3 separate regions of the Mus musculus genome follow, and all the other regions are linked to region 2. A link is a contact called in public promoter capture Hi-C data. All regions are on one chromosome and are shown on one strand. The core of a region is the stretch at or near the end of the contact, and the rest is flanking DNA. Distances in the headings are between cores, read along the strand shown.

Evidence for each region. Promoter capture Hi-C pulls out the DNA fragments that hold promoters and counts their contacts.
Region 1: a promoter capture Hi-C map of pre-B cells shows a contact between it and region 2. The contact joins the promoter of Shprh here to the promoter of Mtrf1l in region 2. A contact is called at or near these places in 2 of 39 promoter capture datasets (liver and pre-B cells) and 7 of 484 Hi-C or Micro-C datasets (CD4 T cells, CD8 T cells, liver and 2 more).
Region 3: a promoter capture Hi-C map of pre-B cells shows a contact between it and region 2. The contact joins the promoter of Fbxo30 here to the promoter of Mtrf1l in region 2. A contact is called at or near these places in 2 of 39 promoter capture datasets (liver and pre-B cells) and 1 of 9 other capture datasets (adipose tissue).

What each region holds. Positions count from the first base shown.
Region 1 is chr10:11,147,753-11,151,938 of GRCm38.p6, reverse strand. It overlaps Shprh (SNF2 histone linker PHD RING helicase), which reads right to left and starts at 2,509. Exons shown (of 30, transcript NM_001077707.1): 1 at 2,353-2,509; 2 at 1-326. The coding sequence starts at 288.
Region 2 is chr10:5,821,462-5,825,703 of GRCm38.p6, reverse strand. It overlaps Mtrf1l (mitochondrial translational release factor 1-like), which reads left to right and starts at 1,761. Exons shown (of 7, transcript NM_175374.3): 1 at 1,761-2,178. The coding sequence starts at 1,941. It overlaps Rgs17 (regulator of G-protein signaling 17), which reads left to right. Exons shown (of 5, transcript NM_019958.4): 5 at 1-41.
Region 3 is chr10:11,279,250-11,283,827 of GRCm38.p6, reverse strand. It overlaps Fbxo30 (F-box protein 30), which reads right to left and starts at 2,498. Exons shown (of 3, transcript NM_027968.3): 1 at 2,328-2,498.

The DNA of each region.
Region 1 (4,186 bases), core at 1,260-3,759, 5.3 Mb before region 2:
AGAAACTGTAACATTCAAAGTCACAGACAAACGGGTCTCTTCCTCGGTGGCCTCTAAGACGCTCACAGTCTCTGAACGCCTCTTCTTATCTCTGTGAAGTGCACTCTCAGGAGGGCCTTCATCGATGATGATGCAATCAGAAGAAGAGTCTGCATCTGAACAGGCCTGTTCCCCGACCGTCATGGTGAGCGGCTCACTCCTCAGGTCCTCATGCATGTTCCAGTGAAGCTGCTGTTGCCTTTCTTCATCGACCTTCATCGGGGGAGCACGTTTCCTTCGGCTGCTCATTTTCACGCTTCCACTTTCTTGATAAGTAAATGTGAATTCTAAATGACAAATGGAATAGTTGGTGTGAGGCAGGATAAAGACAGGAAAACTAAGAGAATAGAGTCCATACAGTCAAGTCTGGTTAAAGCCTCTGGCTAACTGCAAATCTAGACTCCAGGAAAATTAACAATGTACATCTGCTGTGAAGGTTACCAACACTGAGGTGATATATCTTTTATGAGGAAATAGTTCCAAACAAAAACATAAACATTGCAATATTCAGGCTTACAGCCCTAATGTGCACAAACCTAGGCTGGGCCTCACTCCTCTACTGGATATTTTCTAGGACTCTCACACACAAGACTCTGACTTTCATTCACAGTGAAAATATCCTCATTTCATGAAGCACATCCTAACCCAGTTCCTTATCTTAACAATAACCCTGTGATACTAGGCACATTCCTCAGTAGCCCTTACACAAAACTTAAGTCTGTTATATAATGTGAACTCTTCAAAATAGGTAAATTGATAAGAAGACTTAAGTCAAGTAATAGCTGCTGTGCTTTGGCTATAAAAGCTCCTCACAGATTACATGTCAGAACTGAGATGGGGCCTAGGAGTAGGGAGTCCGATGCTGGTTGCTGAGCCTGGGGGACCAGTCTTGTTTCCTATCCTGTCTGTTTTCTTATCTACCCAGGTGTGAGCAACAAGGTGTGACCAAGCTGCTGCAACAAGAACACCCCACTGTGTCTTCCCATCAGAAGGGATTGGTAATTGGTCACCTCAAGGACAAAACTAACAGGTAAGAAACACTTTAACCATGATCTCATGTATCAAATGCTGTGACAGTTTCACTCATGTTTGGTAGAAATTTTCAGTTAAGAAACAATCCCATTAAAGAAGACAAATTATAATACTATACTTGATGGCCAACAACTAGGAAGACAAACCTCTCACTACATCAGAAATAAATGCCTGTCTCACATGTTAGTTGTATTTAACCCCACACCACTGCTCTTTTAATTCCAATGAGCTTGACAATCCCAAAGCGTTAACAAAACTTCGATCGATCCTTATACAGAGGAGGGAAGAACACACACACACACACACACACACACACACACACACTAGTTTTATGGATTAACAGTGTGATTGGCAGGGAGTATCACTATTCAAAGGTTTGGACCAATTGGAATAGGTGTGGCCTTGTTGCAGTAAGTGTGTGACTGCAAGAGCTGCCTGGAAGCCAGTATTCTGCTAGCAGGCTTCAGATGAAGATGTGGAGTTCTAAGCATCTTCTGCACCATGCCTGCCTGGATGCTGCCATGCTCCCACCTTGATGACAATGGACTGAACCTCAGAACCTGTAAGCCAGTGCCAATTAAATGTCATCCTTTATAAGACTTGCCTTGGTCATGGTGTCTATTCACGGGAGTAAAACCCTAACTGAGACAAAGAGTAAAAGCTTAGACAAAGAATAAAGTGGTGTTAGCGATCATGGGACCTAGGCAAATACAGGAGCAAAGGCAAACACGTAGGAGAAAAACATAGACTTGCCATGATAAATTCAAGCCAAGTGGATTAAAAGGCACCACGGTGAAAAGGCAAGACTGTAAACAATACCGTTCCTCCCACAGGGTACCTTAACCAGAAACCAACATCTTCGTTCACCAACCTAGCGCTACCTGCAGCGTCAAAGTGCACACAATGCACAGGAGCCAGGGCGCTTCTGCAGGCGACTGTAATGCTTGAGAGTTTGCCAGCCTAACTTGGCGGCCTCTGCATCCCTCCCAGCTACCTGTCGTCCCACGCACCGCCAGCCTGCAAGGCAAGTTATCCTCGAAGAAGGAGCCGGAGGGACAGCTCGTGACAGGGCCTCAGCACGCAAGCGTGGGCAGCAAGCACCCGTCCCACGCGAGAAGGGCTCGGCCCACGTCCGGGCTGGGGCCGAGCCGCGGGGCCTCGCAGGGCCGATCACTCCGGATCCCGGAGCTGCGCAGGAGCCCTCGGAGTTTCCCTGACGCGCAGAGCCAGCCTCCCTCCGCCGCGACTCTAACCCCAGAGCCCGCACGCACCCTCACCTACCTCAGCCGCTCTGCAGGCACCTGTCGCCGGGCCCGGCCCTCCTCGCAGGCTGCAGATCCCGGGCCCACAGTCGCCACACTCACCTGCGGGAGTTGCGCATGCGCGCTGCACGCTGGGTGAAGCCTGGCACCCAGGCCGGAAGCCGCCAGCGCCAGCTGAGGAGGCCAGCAGGAGCGCTCGCTCCAGGCGAACGCGCAGGACCAGTCGGGACGCTCCGCCCCTCTTTCCGGTGTTGGCTTCAAAAAGCACCTCTGCGCATGTCCCGTCCCTGAGGTCCCGGTAGAAGACGGTTTAAGTCTCGCGGTGGTTGTGCCTCTCTCTTTTCCCCGCCTCCCGTGGCTTTAGCAAATGCAGGATGGGCGGGGCCCGAAAGAAGGGGCGGGACCTCTTGCCAGAGAGGGCGGGGCTCTTTGCCAGAGCGGTAGGCTTGATGTGAGTTGTGGTTTTCATAAAAAGGCAGAAAGTTACATAAAACGGAATTCACGATGCTGAGCAATTATAATACCCAAACAAATATACAATTAATCCACTAAACCAAAAGAATTCGATCTGCTAAGGAAAAAAAAAAAAAAAAAAAAAAAAGGCAGAGACGATGTCTTCAAAAGGAACTGAGAAAAATGAAGCCAGAGAGAAATTTATTCTTGCCAAGAAAATTACTAAGGCTTTAAATGTTTAAACGTTTTAAGAGAAAAAAAATTATACAGCTATGCTGAAGCAGGCCTCCCAGTATCTTTTCCAAAGGGAGAATTCTATCTTCAGTAGACATAAAAGTCTCTCCTCTGAGGATTTCAATAGTGTGTTTACCAAGTGCTTTGTATGTCCTTCGAATTTTTTTCTGTGGAGTAATTTTTTTTTTTGTTTGTTTGTTTGGTTGTTTTGTAATCACCAGAGCTAATTCCAGGGGAGGAAAAGGTTCGCTTGTTATTTGGCTTTCTGGAAATTCCCTGTTGTGAGACATCTGTTCATGAAAATACTGTGTCTTACCACCTAGTAGATGGTAAATAATCTAATGATAGTACAGACAGGAGAACCGACTTATTGGACACACTCAGATCTTACACGTGAATCCCCACTTTTCATATAACTCAGCTGCCTTGTTTGGAAACAATACAGGTGTGTTGTATCATGTCTAAGCTAGGCTTGGATCCAGTCCATAGTGATAAATATTGCAATTAAGAAAATTTTAATTTTTTTTTCTGGTTTCTGTGTTGTGGTCCAGTAAGTATACATCATGTCTAAACAGAGTATAAATATCAAAATGTTTAAATATTTTGACTGAATTCTCAGCACAGTACCTTTCTCTTGATAGAGGATTTGCTTTGAAGCTGATGGCTGCTCAGTCAAGCTCCTGGCTGGCAGAAGAGGAGGCACCTATAGAAACGTGTTAAAAATAAACACAAGTTCTGGTTTGCAAAGAAAGAGATCACTACTCTATCCGACAAGGCTGAGCCACACAATATGGGTGCTCAGAGCTGAACTCAGATCTTGTGCAAGAGAAGAGTGATCTCATAACCTCTGAGCTCACTCTCCGCTATCTCCCTAGAATGTATTTCTTAAACAAAAAGATGTAACAACCAAAGTGACTCCTTGCTCCATGGCCATGAAAAGAATATCAATCTCACTAGACACCTGCACTGAAGCTTTGGGGTAACTAGGTACATTAACCTAGAAGCAATAATTTGAAAATAATGTATATATTTTTAATTTTCTGAGCAGTGTATCTCAACAATGAGCTCAAAATATTCGGTGAAAACACTTATTAAGCAGATAATCTGCCATCAAGGGGGACGTGCAATACACTTTTTAAGAGCCACAGAACCTTTACAGCTTTAGT
Region 2 (4,242 bases), core at 512-3,011:
TTAGAGTACCTTTTTATAAGAAATAAAATATGTTCTTGAAATTGCTGGTGTCTTAAAAGTGCAGTGGAGGGATTTCTCACACTAAAATCAAAGTACCTCACCATTTATTTCAAAATGAGTTTAGGGTTAGAAATAACTTTTCCTGGTAGAGATAGAAAACACACCACAATTCTTTTCTATACTCGGGTCAGAATCAAAACAAAACGGGTCTCAACCTCTATCTTATAGCTAAACATTTGCATATCGTGTCACCTGGGTGCCAAAAGGGAAGGGACATTTGAGGCGCTGGAGCTCCTTGCTATCACTTGAAGAGCCGCTTCATTTCTTCATGCCAGTGCCCTTGTATGTGATGCTAAGGATTGATTAGATAGGATGCAAAATTCATTTTATATAATCTTGAAATTAGTAATTTTGATTAGTGTTAATGGTAAGAGTACCCATTTGATTCTAAACAGAGAACAGTTTGATCAGCAGTGAACCACCATGGTCCAAAAAACAGCTAGTAATCCAGTAGAATTCGCAAGTAGACTAAGCTTCAAATTCTGCATCCTCAGGAGTGGCTTGTCTGGTTTATTCACATCCTGTTACCCACTTCTCTGGTAGGCAGTGGTTAAGTCTTTTGAATTGCAAATACATAAGTTAGTAGTCAGGAGGGTGGATGTCCACTAGAGGGAGGCCTTTGATTTTTCTCTCTTTCTTTTTTTAATTGCAGGGCTGCAGACAGCCTTGAGCAAGGTAAGCAAGTACTCCCCGAGAGTTACAACTTCAGAGCAGAATGAGGAAAGTTTTAAAATGCTTCATTGTGTTGTAGTTTGTTAGTTTTAACTTGGATATGGAGGAGGAGGGAGCAACAGCAAGAAAGTGAGAGAGCAATGGAGAGTCGGATTGAGTGAATCAGAATGTGAGGCAGGAAACGGAGAAACCTAGTGCTTGGTGTGGTGGGTGACGATAGGAAAACAGATTTTGTAGCGTCCCTGGGAGGTTTAGTAGGATATGCCTGTCCTTGAAAGGAACCTATGTCAGATGACCACCCTATAATTAAGCCTTAGAGACTGGAGATAGATGACTTCTGTGGCTGTGGACTCTGTGCCTGCTGGTCGCTTGACTATCCTTAAGTCTCACAGCCTTGAGAAGCAAACCTTCACCTTCAGACTGCAGACACCTGCTGTTCACTCCAGCCTGGCTCGCTGGGGAACAGGTCTTGGGGAGCAGCCAAACTCGGCCTGAGGGCGGAGTCGAGGCTTCAGAGTTGGTCTGGAGGTGAGGCTTCTGAGTTCAGCCTGTAGGCGGAACTAGGTGGAGCTCCACCCTGAGAGACGAGGCGGAGGAAGCGCTTCCTCCAGGAGCCGACCCGAGAAGGCGGGACTGAGGCGTTAAAGCTCCTTCCCTAGAGAACAGGGCTGAGGAGGCGGAGCCGCGCTTTTGGAGTTTCCTTTGGAGGGCGGGGCCGAGGAAGCGGAGCTGAGGCATTGGAGCTCTTCCCTAGAGGCCGGTCTGAGGAGGTGAAGTTCTGTCTCAAGGCGGGGCTGAGGCATTGGAGGCACTCGCTATCTCAAGGTCACGCCTAGGCAGCAGAGCTCGCCCACTAGAAGTGGGAGTCAGGCGTGGGTGGTTTCCACGCCCCCGTGGAGGCGGGGCTGAGACGGTGGAGCTCCGCCCTGAGGGGGGCGGGCTGAGGCCCCAGACCTGTCCCATTTGGAGGAGGAGCTGAGAATCCGGAGCCCCTCCCCTGGGGTAGGGCGGAGACTTCGGCGCTCGGGTTGGAGGCGGGGCAAACGCGTCCAGACCTCCCTGCCCGCTTGCCTTTTGACTTTAGAGGACCTCCAGGCTGTACTACGCTTTGCCGGAAGTTCTCGTAACATTTCCGGCAGAACATTTCTGGATCGGAGACCTTCCTAGAGTGTTTGTATATTTTCTGCTAGGTGGGCGGCCCAGCCAGGATGCGGAGCGGGTTTCTGAGCGGTGCCCGGCGCCTGTGGGCCCGCCGCGCCTTCAGCCGCACGCCGCCGCCTTCCGAGGAGCTCCTCGCCCGCGGCGGGCCCCTGCGGGCCTTCCTGGAGCGCCGCGTGGGCTCGGAGGCCGGTGGTCTGGACGCTGGGTACCCCCAGCTGGCCGCGGCCGCCCGACTGCTGAGCGAGAAGGAGCGGGAGCTGCGGGACACGGAGTCATTGCTGCACGGTAAGCCACCCGCTCTAGTGGGTTCGGAAGCCATCTGCGTTCCAGATCTTGTCACTAGGGTTCTGACAATCCTCCATTGGGCTCTCTAGAGCAGTCCCTGGACAAGGTGCTCTGCCAAGTTAGTCCTCTGAAGTCACTAAGGTTCTCGGTTGCTTCCTCTCCCCTCCTGGTGTAAGACCCCCGAAGCTAGGCCTCCGCTCAAGTCCCGGGATGAGCTGGCCAGCACCCCAGTGACCCGAGAGAAAACCACACCTGATGCAAACTGCAAGAGGTTTTATTATCAGCTAGCTGAGGACGGTGCCGGGCAGGGGAGTTCGACCCCAAGCAGTGGCAGTAGGGGGCTTTTAACAGCTAGCTGAGGAATTGGGAGGAGTTGGGAGGAGAGTTGGGAAGAGTTGGGAGGAGTTGGGAAGAGAGTTCTTCTCTTTTCTGTGTCCTTGGTGAAATTTACAAGGCAGGAGTGGGTAGTGAGTTCTTTCTGAATTTTTATCTCCGTGTCCTCAGCACAGGAAGGCAGGCATCTCTGGTTGTAAAGTATAGAAACAAAAAGGCTTTTTGCTGGCTATAGAGAACAAAGAGCTTCTTTCTGGCTGTATTTTTAGAGATCAGGGAAAGCAAGCTTGGGGAACGTCCAGGGGCTTTCTTTACCTTCCAGGGAGAAATGCTCTGTAAGTTGGGGTCTCACACTGGCAGCTCAGCTGCACAGGAAAGACTCGCTAGTCCCAGCAGAGGAACTAAAGCCGCAGGTGAGTGTATGGCATTGGCACACTGCAGTGCAAGAGGAGCGATGCACTGTATGGTTAGAACTCGAGACCTGGAAATTCATGTTTCCCTCGAGATTCCAAAGTGTCTGCGTTCCTAAAGCCTCCAGAGACGTCTGCCGAGTAGAACACACTTGGGAACTTAAGGCTTGATTCAGAGACCCTGCCTCGAAGAAAGTGGGAAGAGGGATTGAGGTTGGTTACTGAGATCAACCTCTTGGCTCCACGTTCACGAGTGCTCACACATCTGCAAGCTTGAGTACTCTCATATGCACGAAAATGGAAACAGATAAGGAGTAAGGACTTTTAATTTCAATATAAAAAGCAGTGCTGAAAAGCAGAAAGTAGCTTTACAATGGATCGCTAAAGTCAAGGAAGAGGTGGTTAGGTGGGATCGGAGAAAGGGCTAGGAGGCAGAAGTGACCAACATGGATGAAGGTACAGCTTGAGAAGTCCTGTATGGTGGAAGTGTAGAATAGGTATGGGAGATGGTGACAGAAGAGAAACATTGTGTTAGCAAGGAAAACATTCCGAGGTTTAGTCCATTCTCCTCAAGGGGAGAAGCGAAGCATGGCAGCATGCATCAGACTCAGTGCTGGAGACGGAGCTGATTCACAGGCAGCAGAAGGAGACTGAGTGTCACATGGGCATAGTTTTAGTATCTGAGACCTCAAAGCCCACCACCCCCACCGAGACCTACTTCTTCCAAGGCCACACCTCCCAAAAGTTCCACTTACTATGGACCAAGCATACACACACACACACACACACACACACACACACACACACACACGTCTATAGGAGTCATTCCTATTCAAACCACGGCAACCTGATAGACGAAGGATTAGCATTGTTTCTATAGACCTAGGGCATTAGTTAAGAGAAAGCTCACTGTTGACATAGAAGAAAGCTCTTGTGCCTGCATGGTCAGAGAGATCAGAGTAGGTACTTACAGATGGAACTATGTAGAGACAGTAACAAGGCAGGAGTACATAGTGCAGTATATCTGGGGGAAGGGGAGAAGAGAACCATGAGTTCCAGAAAGAACTGGCAGACCCGTGGGAATAGGGCTGAATTACCTAAATGAACCTGTAGAAACCAGTTGCAAGAAACAAGAGTGCGCCAATACTTAGAAAGGCTAAGCTCACTCTTTCAGTTTATACTGGAAAACGTATTTAAATTTGGCAATTTTACCAATGAGAATTTTAACTAGAAGTCTGATTATTGTAATCTGGAAATCTAAACATAACTTCTAGTTATCAAGTTAGTGTTTTATTTGGGGTGGAGAATTGATGACAACAGC
Region 3 (4,578 bases), core at 1,249-3,748, 5.5 Mb before region 2:
GAGGCTAACCAGGCACATGGCTAAACAAGTTATATTCTAATTATTTTATTAAACTTTGCTTCTGGTTTTATATAAAAATGAGCTAACGAGATGGAAATTTATGTTCATGTTCTTATCCCTCCAGATGTAATATAATCAAAACAAACAGCTGTCATTTCTAAACCTGGTCATGGTTAAAAATTTTTAAATAAAAGTTTTAACTACTCACAATTTTCTCCCCTAAATACACAAATGAAAAAAAAATCATGGACTTGGATCAGAAATTAAATGATACTCAGATGAGAACCTATTTAAATGAATACATAGATGGAACCAGATCTAGTCAAGCGGCAGGAAGGACTCAGTCTAAGATGGCAAGAAGAGGCTTCCAGGAAGCCTCAGCTTTTGACTTTGAGGCAATTATTGGACCTAGAAAGCAATACTGAATTTCTGAAAGTTTATTACAGTTATTTCTGTGTTCAACAGTAAATATAGTTACTCACAAATGGAGTCACTCTGCTTTACACAATAGCCAGATTTATATACAACTACTTTTAAATGTTACTTAAATTTATAAAGTTTACTGTTATATGAGGAACCACTCTACCCAGTGCTAACATTAACCATTCTGTTAAAAAAAAAAAAAAAAAAAAAAAAAGACAAACCAAAAAAAAACAAAAAACAAAAACAAAAAACCCAACCTATTTTGTTTAAAAAAAAAAAAAAACCCACATTTTGAGGGAGGTGTATTCAGACTAACATTTTCCTATTCATATAGGAACTACTTCAAGCTGACCCTCTTCTATCCCATCGTAACTAATATGAAATGTAATATTTATTCAGCCTTTTAAACTTACAATTCTTATCACTGAATACATAAATGCAAAAATATTCTCCAGGAAAATGCCCAGCAAGAGTAATTCCTTTTATTAAATAAACAGCAGTTTTAAAATCTTATTTAGAAGATTATCCAAGCGTTAGATTTTAGAAACATGCTATATCAAACAGTAAACACATTAACTAAAGCCTGTTTGTCTGCCCTTAAAGCACCTCTCAAGCCATATGGGAAGTGTTAGCAATTATTTTATGCAATATTACTTTTAAAAGAATATTTTATTTAAGTATTTTATATTTTAAGACAAAAAATAAACAAAAAACCCTTTAAACCTAAATCTAAACATTCAGAAATATTAGAGTTCCAGTTTTCTTATATCATTCATAAAACACCTACTATTTCTAGAATCACACACACACACACACAAAAGCTTATGTCCCTATGTTAAGTATCGGGTATAAACTGGTGATCTAAGAAGTTAGCAAAACATGTTGTCCTCAACTAAACTACTACAGCAAGAAACAGTGACTAAGCATAAAGAAGAGTGATTCAACGAAACTGTATGCTTTAGAAAAATCAAACAGGGATACTTCATGGTATCCTTTGTCTCTTTGTCAGTCAACACAGGATTGTTTGGGAAAACTAACATAAAAGCGTGCAGAGCGTGTTAATGTAACTTACTTTGCCTGAAATTTAGCAGGGAACAAATAAAAAAAAGAACCTCAGAAACTTTTTGAGACTTCGTTTTAAAAACGTTAACCCTCTTTGATACCAGAATGCCCGTAAATAACTTCATCTTGGATCACAGTCAACAAAGCAATCATGGAAGAAAAGGTCAATTCCTTCCCAAGCATCTATTTTATCCGGGATTTACCACGGGACTCAAAGAAGGGAGAGGGGAGCAGGAGAAACGCGGCAAACACAGGCCTCCGTCGAGGTTAAAATGTAATCCCCGAGTGACTTTGAATCCGCCGTGCGTTCCCTGTCCTGCTTCCAATCTGGGACTCCACGAGCTGGAACCCAGGAACTTGGGGGGGGGGGGGGTGATCCCTAAGTCTCGCTTTAACCAGGGCCACAGCTAAGCCTCCGCGCCTCTCACTTCCATGAATGGAAAAGTTACCAACTTCGCTTATCCCGCGGAGACACTTGGAGATGCCTCGCCGTCCTTTAACCCGTTTGCGCCCAAACTCCTCAAGTCCCTACGAGGCAGAGGGTGCGAGCCACGCATTCCGGGGTCCCCCGGGGCTCCTCTGCGCTCAGTGGGGGTGGGGGCGGAGGTGGGGGTCTCACCCGGTTCCGCGTCCCCGGGGGTCGGGGCGCCATTTGCCGGGAGCCTCAAGGGCAGGCCACACGGGCGGCCGGGCGCGACCCGGACGGGGCCAGCCGGACGGAAGCCTCTGAACTGCGCCGACTCCACCGGCCCCGCCGCCCCCGGGGCCCGCGCCGTCCGGGCCGCTGCCCGCCCGCCCGCCCGCGTCCCCGCGCCAGCCTCCCGCGGCCTCGCCACACTCACCAGCCCGCGCGGGCCGAAGCGCCGCTCAAACCCTGGCTTCTCTGGCCTTAGCGCCCGGCGGCTCCGCAGCGTCCCCGCACCGGACCGGACCACGCACGGGGCCCGTCCCGTCCCAATCCTCTGCGCCTCCGCCCTGCCCGGACCGCCGCCTTTTCTCCTCGGCCTCCAACCGCCACCGCCCTCCTCGCGCGCCCCGCCCCGCCCCGCTGCGCCCCGCCCCCCGGCCCGGCAGCGGGTGAGCGGGCACGCGCACGCACAGCGGGCGAGGATGCGCACGCTGTCCTGTGCCGGTCAGGCCGAGCGCAGAGAACCCACGGGGCAGCCTCTCCCTTGGTGCTCCCTGCCGGGTCCGCCTTTCGCGCCTTTGCTTTTTGTTTGTTTTTGGAAGGACTCTCCGAGCCCCTGTGGCACTGTGGAGGACGCAGGCCCAGGAGCGCGACCCGTCCTCCTAGCGCGCACTCGCAGGAAATAGGTCAGCCCCCGTTGTCGGTGGTAACTGCCACCACCTCACGTGCCCGAGCCCTGTGACTCGGTGACCGCTCTGCTCTGTGACCCGTTTCCCCTTGTAAGGGCTCTGCTGCTCGTCAGCCCGCGGCGGGCGGCTTCGGTGGGGCGAGCCACGCGGCCTCCAGAGGGCGCGGCGCGGCTTCTGGGAAACGTCTTAGGGCCGGAGCTTTCCCGTGGCCATCCAGGGCTACACACCCCGCGTGTAGGCGTCCCCGTTACTACCGCCAGGCCCGGGCGTGAGGCTGAGGGACGGTGATGTCACCGACGCCCACCCCGTCTGGAGGCCTCCTGCCAACTCCCACCTCAAAGCCACCGTGAAGGAGCCTTGGCCCTGGCTGGCGGAGGGGCGGAGGTGAGAAAACCCCCTTGGGTGGCCGTTCTGGTGACTGCAGTTTTACTCCCCAGCTGTTGGAAACGGTGGCTCACGAGAGTCACCGTCCTTCACCTTAAAAACCAGCACTTTCATACAACTACACAAAACCCTGGGGAGCTTAAGACTGAGCACACTGTAAAGGTCAGGGGTTTGGTTTGGTTTAATGAAGACATTCAGATTTTTGAAATATTTAGTGCTTATATGTGGGGTGCTTAGGACGCTGTATTTTTTTTTTTTTTTTTTTTTTTTTTTTTTTTTGCCTGCTTTGGCTGTAGGAGGTAGGCGCTTTTCGGTCAGCCCAGAGCGTGAGACCCAAAGGGGCCAGGTAAGAAAAGTGAAGCAGACAGATGAAATGGTGGGAGAGTTGCTTGTGCATGACAGGTGGTCGCGATTGAGTCACACATCCTTCCATTACATCCCCTTCCGCAAAATAAGGGGACTGCGGCAGGGAATCCCAAAGGCTCTCTACAGCTTCAACATTCCCATACTGATTGATTGTACTTTGGGGCTTTCTGCCTCTCTAAATCACCTAGTTGACACTAGGTCATCTCCCACCTCAAGCTGAGTAGGAGTCAGGGCAAACAGAAGCCTCTGCTCTTCCATAAGTGGCAACCAGAGACTACCAGGAATCAAAGGTCTTCAAAGATGTCCTCGGAAGTATATGTGGACTTTGGGCTAGACTTGTGGAACAAAACTACCATTTATGTGGCTTAGCCACCCAGAAAGCAACAGGTACTTTGGCAATTTAAAATAAACAAATAAGCAGTAGCAGGTTTGACCTGTCTGCTCTCTTTAAAGAGAGGAGCACAACCCCCCTACCACGTTCTTAAATTAGTCTTGCATCGGCTTAGGAAGAATACGTACCCTATTTTTTTTCTAGAGGTCAATTTCATGGTGGGATGCTATAAAAACTATGGGACGGGAAGGTTGGTAAAGTTTTTGCTGAGCAAGCAAGAGAACCTGAGTTCCATCCCCAGCAGCTATGTAAAAAGCCAGGTGGAGTGGTGGTTATGAGTGCTTCCCAGGGCCCTTTCTCAAAAAGTAGGTTAGATGGTTCCTGAGGAATGGACCTAGGGTTGGTCCTTGGCTTCACATACATACACAAAACTAGCTAAAATAAGACCACAGTCATAAAGCCTGCAGGCAAGACTGAACTATAAGAGATAGGAGTTTTCAGAGAAAATTGAATTGGCTAAACAAATCCTGACAAATTGTTTTTCCATTTATTCAGTGTCAAGGCTAATAGCACCTTTAATTTGAAAAGGTTTTCTTGCCCAGTTAGACCACCAGCCTGTATTTGGAAAGCCTGAGGCTAAAGCAATGGAAAAGTCAAGAGTAAAATTTAAGTCATGTGCTAATTAAGGAAAGCAC